Regions from separate parts of the Mus musculus genome. Here regions 1 and 3 are each linked to region 2. A link is a contact called in public Hi-C and promoter capture Hi-C data. All regions are on one chromosome and are shown on one strand. Each heading gives the region's core, a stretch centred on a gene start, on an enhancer-like site or on the middle of the called end of the contact. The rest is flanking DNA. Distances are from core to core; before and after follow the strand shown.

Region 1 (2,700 bases), core at 52-2,551, 4.6 Mb before region 2:
GATAGGAGACCCAAAAAGGCGATAGTCTGCGGCAATACTGCCCACAGTGGGCTGGGCTCGCCATAGATCTATCATCAAGAAAATGCCACCATAAACTTGCCTACAGTCCAGTCCGAGTGAGACAATTCCTCATTTGAGGTTCCTTCTTCCAAGGTGTCAAGTTGACAAAAACCAACCAGCACACACCAAATGGTGCCCCCTTCCCCCCACCCCCCCACCACCACCACCACATACACACACACCATTTCCTCTTTCCTTGTATTTCTGACTCATATCTTCTATAGAAAGCTATAGGCTTTCTTATGCCAGCTAGTGGGATGTATGGCTTTGATCGGATTGGTGTTTTTTATGAAAGCAGCTCCCTTCCCTCAGCTCTCACCCCAAGGTCTGTTCCTTCTGGTAAGTCTCTGACTTCTTATTTCAGACATTAACTGGGAATGTGAAGAAGCTCAATACACGAGGTAGTCCGCTCTTAAATGTGTCTTCCCAGGGGAGTCACAGTTTCTTGAATCCATAACAGGGGATATTGAGCGTTTCTATGTATATATATGTACATCCTGGAAAGTTCCCCAGGATGCTTTCTGCCATTAGGCCTAAGTAAACAAGTATCTCTTAGCTTCAACATCTTTATAATCAGAGACATATAGAATGTTCAAACTAAAGGCCGTAAGGGTGTAATATGCAAAAGCAGTCTTAGAGAAATACAGAACTGCACGAAAGACTGGCAAGGGGTAAATGTTGAATGCTAGCAAATATCTTCTCTGGGAACAAAACTACAATGTTCAGCTAACTTAATAACCACATAAGCTGAAAGGTTTGCAATTCCATCGTATATAGCAGTCTCGGTAGTCCTTGATATTTCACTATATTTTTGCAAGATGCTACTAGATAGAATACATACCGCATCGAGCGTTAAGCTTCCCCGGGCAGCTCCCTGGAATGTTACTATGCTAAGAAACAAAGGAAATGAGTAACACGATATTATCATCAAAAAAAATTTCAACGTGAACTTTTTCAGCAACCTTTGTCGAGCACACACCTCAGGGAAGGAGCACCTAGTCAGGTTGCAGAGTCCCCTGGGGAGAGAGAGCCTTGGCGCTCAAACTCTCGGCCGTCTCAAAGCCCTCGCTAGCTACCAAAGCACTTTGGGAGTCCCGCCCTTTGCAAGTCCCGCCCTTTGTAAGTCCCGCCCTTTGTAAGTCCCGCTCTTTTAAGTCCCGCCCATGTGCCCGCTGTCACTCAGCGGGGACGCTGGACCTTGCAGTGACTTGGGCCTCCTTTCTTTCCTTCCCTTACGGTGATGAAACGCAGGGTAAACTACCAATCCCAGAAGGCACCGCGCATGCAAATGGGTGGAGCGAGGCTTGAGAGGGCGGGACATGAAGGCCTTCCGGAAAAGATTCAAATCCGGAGGACTGAAATCGCGGGAGGAGCCGGCACCGCGCCTTTAGGTAGGAGAGGCAGCTCTGCCCTTCCCTGCACAGGGACCAGCGTGCTCAGCTGTGGTCGGTCGCTTCTCCTGCCTGTCCTCACAGCACAGGGATGTGGTTGCGCTCGCCAGGACTGGTGTGGGCTCCCTGAGAACTAGTCTTGCCCGACGATGCTCTTTCTCGGTTTGCTCACTCCTAGTGACATTTGACAGGACGGTGGATGGAGGGGCTGGAGGTGGCCCAGAGTGACCGCTCTTCTCAAAGACCCAGGTTTAGTTCCCAGTGTCCACAGAGGGGTCTTGCCACTGACTGTTACTCCATTTCGGGGATCCCACCCCCCTTTTGGCTCCTGCGGGCAGCGCACGCACTGTGTGCTGAGACTTGTTTGCAAGCAAACCGGCAATACACATACATAGAAGCAGATCTTTGAAAAGGAGGTGGGAGGACCGCAAGCTAACGCAATATTTCCGCAAGGTTGGTTCAAAAAGAGGCGACATACAAGGAATAGCTTTCGAGGCATTCAAGAGAGATAATTTAGAAGATTCCTAGTGAGATTTTTGGGAATATGACCAAGGCACCACAGAATGTTCAATTGAAAAACTTCCTGCCTCTTGTGGAATTCCTTTGACAGAAGGAAAGATTTTATTCCTAGGGAGAGCCTGGGAGAAACAGCAAACATCTGAGTGTAGTGTAACCTCCTAATAGAAACTTAGTTTCAAAGATGACACTTTGCCTTTAGTTTGTACCAGTGGTAGGAGGGGAGAAGGTTCGTTGCAAATACTTGATCTTGTGGGTTTTGTCTTGTTTTTGCACACCAAGTTGCTTTCTATTTTCTATTTCTAAAGGAAGCCCCTGTTCAGTTCAGACATTACAGTTCTAACCACAACCAGTTTGGATCATAAACAGCCTAACCAAAGGTAGTCACCATGATGTTACTAACTACAAAGACTCGAGTAGTGCATCTGAAAAGGGAATTGTTAGTCACTGAATGAAGAGATATTTAGCTATACATCAAATGCCTATTGTATCCTGATTCTCCACCACAAAAGGAACTGTAAGTATTATAAAGTAGGTAAACACAAATTGTGCTTATATTGCAACATGGCCCAGGATGATGTGTGCAGCCTTGAAGCTTCCAGAAGCTTCCACTGTGGTCCTTGAGAACATTAGCTGGAATAAGGCTTTACATCTATAGCTATATACTATTCCTAGCTGAATTATGAACTACTTAGATTGTACTTGTCACTCAGTAATAGATTTGGGGACAGTG
Region 2 (2,700 bases), core at 191-2,690:
GCTATCAGATGTTACATGCTGATTCTGTGGACTTATTTCCTAAAGGGGATTATGAAGTGATTTGCCAAACACATAATACAATCCTGGTAAATGGGAAGAACAAGAGACCCTAGGTGCAAGCCTTATGACCTTGAGCAACTCGCATTCTGAGTCTCAACAAATTAAATTTTAGTATTTAAAGTGGGGTTTTGGATAAGATGATTGTAAAAAGGTTTTCATATAGGCCTAACAGCCTAAAGTCTGAAGTTCTTGGATAACTAGTGCCACTTTATTACTAAAATTATTAAGACAGAGACTGCTTAAGCCATAATTTAAATAACTACTTATGTGTCAAAATAACTAGGCAACAATGACTGGAAATTAGTAATTATTCCCTTAGGGTTTCTTATAGAGATTGAGGGAGTTTTTGTCCTTGTTTGAAAACATGTCTCCTTGGGTTCTGTGAAATTTCCAATTCATCCAAAAATTTTCAATTCATCTCACATTTCCCATCTTGATATTAAAGGACAACACGTATTTTTAAAATGTAAATTTCAAAGTACTTAGCAATTTCCAGTCTGGTGGCAAATGTCACCTTCAAACAGCATGAAGATTAGTCCTACGTCAGAGCTCTCTTTCACGTCACCCCCCTCCGCCCGCTGAGGACAAGATAGATCTAGAGCTTCAACAAGATGGTTACGTTACATCTGCAAGGAGGCCTTCAGAATTTATGACAGAGTAGTAAAGAATATCGGCACTGTTTGACTAGCGATGCTAGTCCTGTCATTACAAACGGAGATCAAGAATAGGTTTTCAGTAACATTTGTTTTCTTTTAAATCAAATATGGTGGAAACATGTCTCCTGAAAACTGGGATCATAACCTGGAGCACTACCGGTAAATCAACATCAGAGGCCTATTCTTTCCAAGAGCTTAAGAGGCAAAATAGTGTTAGGACCTAATTCTTCCCCTCCCATAATTCTCATCCCCCACAACAAATCCTTTAAGGTCCTTCGGAGAAAATTTTGTCCCTCCTGCGCAAGGACTGAGACCCGACTTTCCAAGGACAGTGATTTCTCTAGAGTCCTTGCGAACCCCTTTCCAGTATCTGGGTTACTGCGACAGTCGTGAGAATGAGTCAGATTTTGCAAACCGCGCGGAGGACAGCTCCCGGCATTACTGCTTTTTAAAAGCGCATCAAGCGCAGGAGGAGGCCGAGAGGCCGGAGCTGCTGCAGGTTCCAGGAGCCCACACTCACCATTATTGCAAACTGCAAGGCCGATCTCTGCACCTGCAAAAGGCAGTCTCCAGCAGTCAGGTCACCTCTACAGCGGAACAGACTCTGGGAGAGAACGCGGGGCTGGCCCGCAAAGGTTCGGCTGGAGACACGGCCCTTTCTGGGAAGTGTAGTTCTTCCGGCGACCTCTGGCGCCCACCTTCGTGCATTCCTGACAGTGCTAAACTACAATTCCCCCAAACCCCTTCTTCCTACGCGCCTCGCTGCAAAGTAGTCCCGGGGCTGAGCCTCGGTGATTGGAGCGCGTCTGTGAGCAGAGGGTTGGTGCTTTGAGTGAGGCGCCTGCCTGATGGCGCTCAGCAATTGGCAGGAGAGGAGGCGTTAACTCGAGGGAGGAGAAACGACCCCTGAGCGACAGCACACGTCGCTCCACCGAGAATCTATCCTCCCCCAAGACTAAACAAGGGCGGCTAAGAGACCTTCCGTTGCTTAAAGCCCGCTCGACCCGGAAACAAAACCTTTTAAAAACTCTCTCAGAGGCGGGAGGAATTGACGCTTGCGGAAGAACGGGCAGCTTCACCGTTGCTAGGCGACGAGGCAGCCTCACCTGAGCGCTCTCCAGACCAAGAGCTTGTGGAGCTGTGTTCTCACGTCCCAGGCTGGTGAGCTCGGCCCCGAGGGTTTTTATCTGGGGGTCAGAACAGGGTGCGGCACTGATGCGCGTATCCTGAATCCGAAGCCGGTGGTTGTGGGCGACCTCCGGAGTCCCCTGTTAGTGTCAGGAGCGTGTGGATGCCACAGTTTTCAGGAGGGACGAAGAGTGTCTTGCAGTTTGAGTCAGTGTAACTTTTCCAAAGTAAAGTCAGAAAGTTTTGTTTGTGGAGTGAGCCCCTTCCTTGTGTTTACTTGTGGTGTACCGATCTAATTTTCTTTGCCGACTGTGAATATTGACACTTTTTGCTCATTCTCTTTTTGGAAACCTGTTACTTCCAGGGGAAGTTGGGAGACACTGATTGTTTCAGGCGAAATGTTAGCAGCTAAAACATCTCAAGAGGCTTTCATTTAAAATGAAAGTTGTTAAGGGAAATCTGTATTCTCCGTTTGTTGTACGGATATTCGAAAACATGTGCCTTGGAACAGACCAATGAATATGCTCTTGGTCTAACGTCAGAATTTTCTGTCACTATTAAATGGATGGTGGATGGCTTCAGTTTTGTTTTTGGAAGATTTAGTATTTGGAGAGAGAAATATGATGCCTTAGTCAGGGCTTCTATTTCTGCGATGAAACACCATGACCAAAAGCAGGTTAGGGGAAAGGATTTATTTGGCCTACTCTTCCACATTTTGGCCCATCATTCGAGGAACTCAGAATAAGTAGGAATATGGAGGGCATGAGCTGTTGCAGAGACCATGGAGGAGTGCTGCTTATTGGTTTGTTCCTCATGGCTTGCTAAGTCTGCTTCTTTATAGAACCCAGGACCACCA
Region 3 (2,700 bases), core at 98-2,597, 4.3 Mb before region 2:
AAAGCAAGTTGGGGAAGGAAGGGGTTAGGGCTTACTCTTCCATATTACCGCTCTTGCCTAAGGAAGTAAAGGCAGGGACTCAAACAGGACAGGAACCTGGAGGCAGGAGCTCATGGCTTGCCCAACCTACTTTCTTATGACAGCCTAGGACCACCAGTCCAGGATGGCACCATGCATAATTGGCTGGGCCCTCCCCTGTCAATCACTAATGATATGCCTTGCAGGACTGCCTACAACCTGACCTTATGGGGCATTTTCTTAATTGAGATTCCTTCCACTCAGGAGACCTGTGCCAAGTTGACATAAAACTATCGAACACAGTTAGGAATGATGGCACGGCCTGTAACCCTAGTACTGATAATCCTGAATTCAAGGTCAGCTATATCACACAGTGAGACCCATTCAAAAACAAAAACAACACAAAATATGAACTTGTACTTTTCATATCTTCACACCCTCATTTAATTTTTGAAACTATTTTTCATAACTATCACCTAACCAGGTATCGGGCACTATATTAGGGAAGCCCCTCCAAAGATTAATCTGAGGTGCACAGTTTGGTCCGGAGGGACCCAACTTCCATCAAAGCAAAGAAATGGACAAAGGTGTAAGGAACATTCAGTTTGAAGAAGCCTAATCTAGACAAAATGCCAGGGCCTTCGACTCCAATCTTGCCACCTTGGCGGGAGACCTTTAAGTTCTTTGCCTAGCATGGCTGTCCACTCTGAGAGGCTCTACCAACAGCTGATTGAGAAAGAGGCAGATACTTACACCCAACCATTGTCGGACTGAGGTTAGAGACCCCTACGGTTGGATTAGAGGAAGGGTTGAAGGAGCTGAAGGGGAGGGTGACCCCATAGGAAGATCAGCAGTCTCAACCAACCCGGACCCCGGGGGGCTCCCAGAGGCTGAGCCAACAACCAGGCAGCATACATGGGCTGAGCCAAGTGCCACCCATTCCCCAGCCTCCTGGGACCTATGTAGCAGAGGTCTGCTTAGTCTGGCTTCAGTTGGAGAAGATGGGTCCAATTCCCAAGGGTCTTGAGGCCCCAATAATGGGGGATGGGGAGATAGATGATGGGGAGCAGAATGGTGTGAGGAACTGGGTGGGGGACCGGGAGGGGGGTAACGCCTGGAATGTAAATAAATAGTTAATTAAAAAATGTGTCAAAAAGAGAAAGAGAGAGAGGGGGGAGGGAGGGAGGGAGGAAGGAAGGAAGGAAGGAAAGAAGGAAAGAAAGAAAGACAGACAGACAGACAGAAGAAAGAAAGAAAGACAGACAGACAGACAGACAGACCACTGCACTTAGCTCCTGGATGGACAGAGGCGGGGCAAGCCTCGGGACTGAAGTGCGCACGCGCACGACCGGGAGAGACGCACGGGCGGCAGGCAGAAGCCGTGTCATGGCGTCATCATCGTGCGACCTATTTCCCGGAGACAGGCGTCCACGGTATTGAGGTATTGTGCAGAACCGCGTTCGGGTGCTTGTCGTGCTCCCGTCACAGTCTCTTTTCCCGCACCCCGGGATCACGTCCGTCCTGTGGCCGACTGGGAGGAGCCGAGCGGGACTGCTCGCTTCTAGCGTAGTCCCTGCAGTGGCGGCTCTCGGGCTTTGCTTTGGCCTTTAGTTTCTCTGTCAATACCGTCTTCATTTCGCTGCCACTGTTAACGTTGCCTTTCAGAGGTTGAAAAGCGACAAGTAAAACACCCAACGCCATCAGCTTCTAGCTGATTCCAAATCTAAACGGAGACAAAATGGAAGGTGGAAAAAGTAACTTTGCGTGCAGCCCTTCCTGTTCCGCCCAAGGTCGGAATGCTTGCGGTGGCAGTGTTAGCCCTTTTGAAACAAGGGTTTCCTTAATTTTACTTTTTCTTTTCCGAGACACAGTTTCTCAGTATAGCCCTGGCTGTCCTGGAACTCGATCTGTAGAACAGGCTGGCCTCGAACTCCGAGATCAGCCTCCCTCTCTTAGGTGTTAGGATTAAAGGCGTGGGAAACCGGGCCGGGCCGGCAGCTTTCTGCTGTAGCGGATTGTATTAAGAGGAATTTTTCAGTGTCATCTGGGAAAATTTCATCGTGGCTCAAATTTCTGTTGGAAGATAGCGTTAATGACTTAAAATGTGTTGACTACAATTTAGTTTTGGCTTGGAAAAGGTGTATTTGCCCTGGTGAGATGTCTGTGGTGTAATTATTAACCTGTTTGGACTAAGAGTAGACAGAACTAAGTATCAACGTTAGTTTTTATTTATAAATGACAGCTATCCTTATTGAACTTTAGAAAACTACTTCTGGATGGTGGAATTGATAGACTGAATTGTTTTGTTACAAGATAAGATGACAGTGTGAACAGTTTTTGTTGTTTTCTAGTAATAGAAGTGAAATTCCCAAATCAGAGATGTTGTGGATGCTTTCCGGTACCTATAGGGATGCAGTTTTCTCTTGTTTTTAACTTTGAAAAGTTCTATGGGTAAACAGTAGCACTTGTTTGCAAGCATTTGACTCTTCATGTATGGCTCTGAATAGTCTACAGTGGATTACCTCTTTGTTATTTCCACTTTCTTAAATAATAACTAATATTATGAACTAGTACTTTGAGCATTCTACTAATGGAGTATAGCTTTAAGAGTTTTATTGATATTTATTTTGTCTACATCACAACCTTATGTATTATTATTACTTTAGAGGTAATTGTAAAAAC

Evidence for each region. Promoter capture Hi-C pulls out the DNA fragments that hold promoters and counts their contacts. A called contact is a pair of places that touch in the nucleus more often than the background predicts.
Region 1: a promoter capture Hi-C map of pre-B cells shows a contact between it and region 2, with 4 times the contacts expected there. The contact joins the promoter of Eldr here to the promoter of Mdh1 in region 2. A contact is called at or near these places in 1 of 39 promoter capture datasets (pre-B cells) and 1 of 484 Hi-C or Micro-C datasets (CD4 T cells).
Region 3: a Hi-C map of CD4 T cells shows a contact between it and region 2, with 4 times the contacts expected there. The contact joins the promoter of C1d here to the promoter of Mdh1 in region 2. A contact is called at or near these places in 1 of 39 promoter capture datasets (pre-B cells) and 2 of 484 Hi-C or Micro-C datasets (CD4 T cells and pre-B cells).

The regions. Positions count from the first base shown.
Region 1 is chr11:16,949,981-16,952,680 of GRCm38.p6, forward strand. It overlaps Eldr (Egfr long non-coding downstream RNA), which reads right to left and starts at 1,302. Exons shown (of 4, transcript NR_110425.1): 1 at 1,040-1,302; 2 at 902-950. It overlaps Fbxo48 (F-box protein 48), which reads left to right and starts at 1,430. Exons shown (of 4, transcript NM_176982.2): 1 at 1,430-2,484.
Region 2 is chr11:21,570,494-21,573,193 of GRCm38.p6, forward strand. It overlaps Mdh1 (malate dehydrogenase 1, NAD (soluble)), which reads right to left and starts at 1,441. Exons shown (of 9, transcript NM_008618.3): 1 at 1,237-1,441. The coding sequence starts at 1,239. Wdpcp (WD repeat containing planar cell polarity effector) reads left to right here and starts at 1,788. Exons shown (of 18, transcript NM_145425.3): 1 at 1,788-1,877.
Region 3 is chr11:17,256,200-17,258,899 of GRCm38.p6, forward strand. It overlaps C1d (C1D nuclear receptor co-repressor), which reads left to right and starts at 1,348. Exons shown (of 5, transcript NM_020558.4): 1 at 1,348-1,459.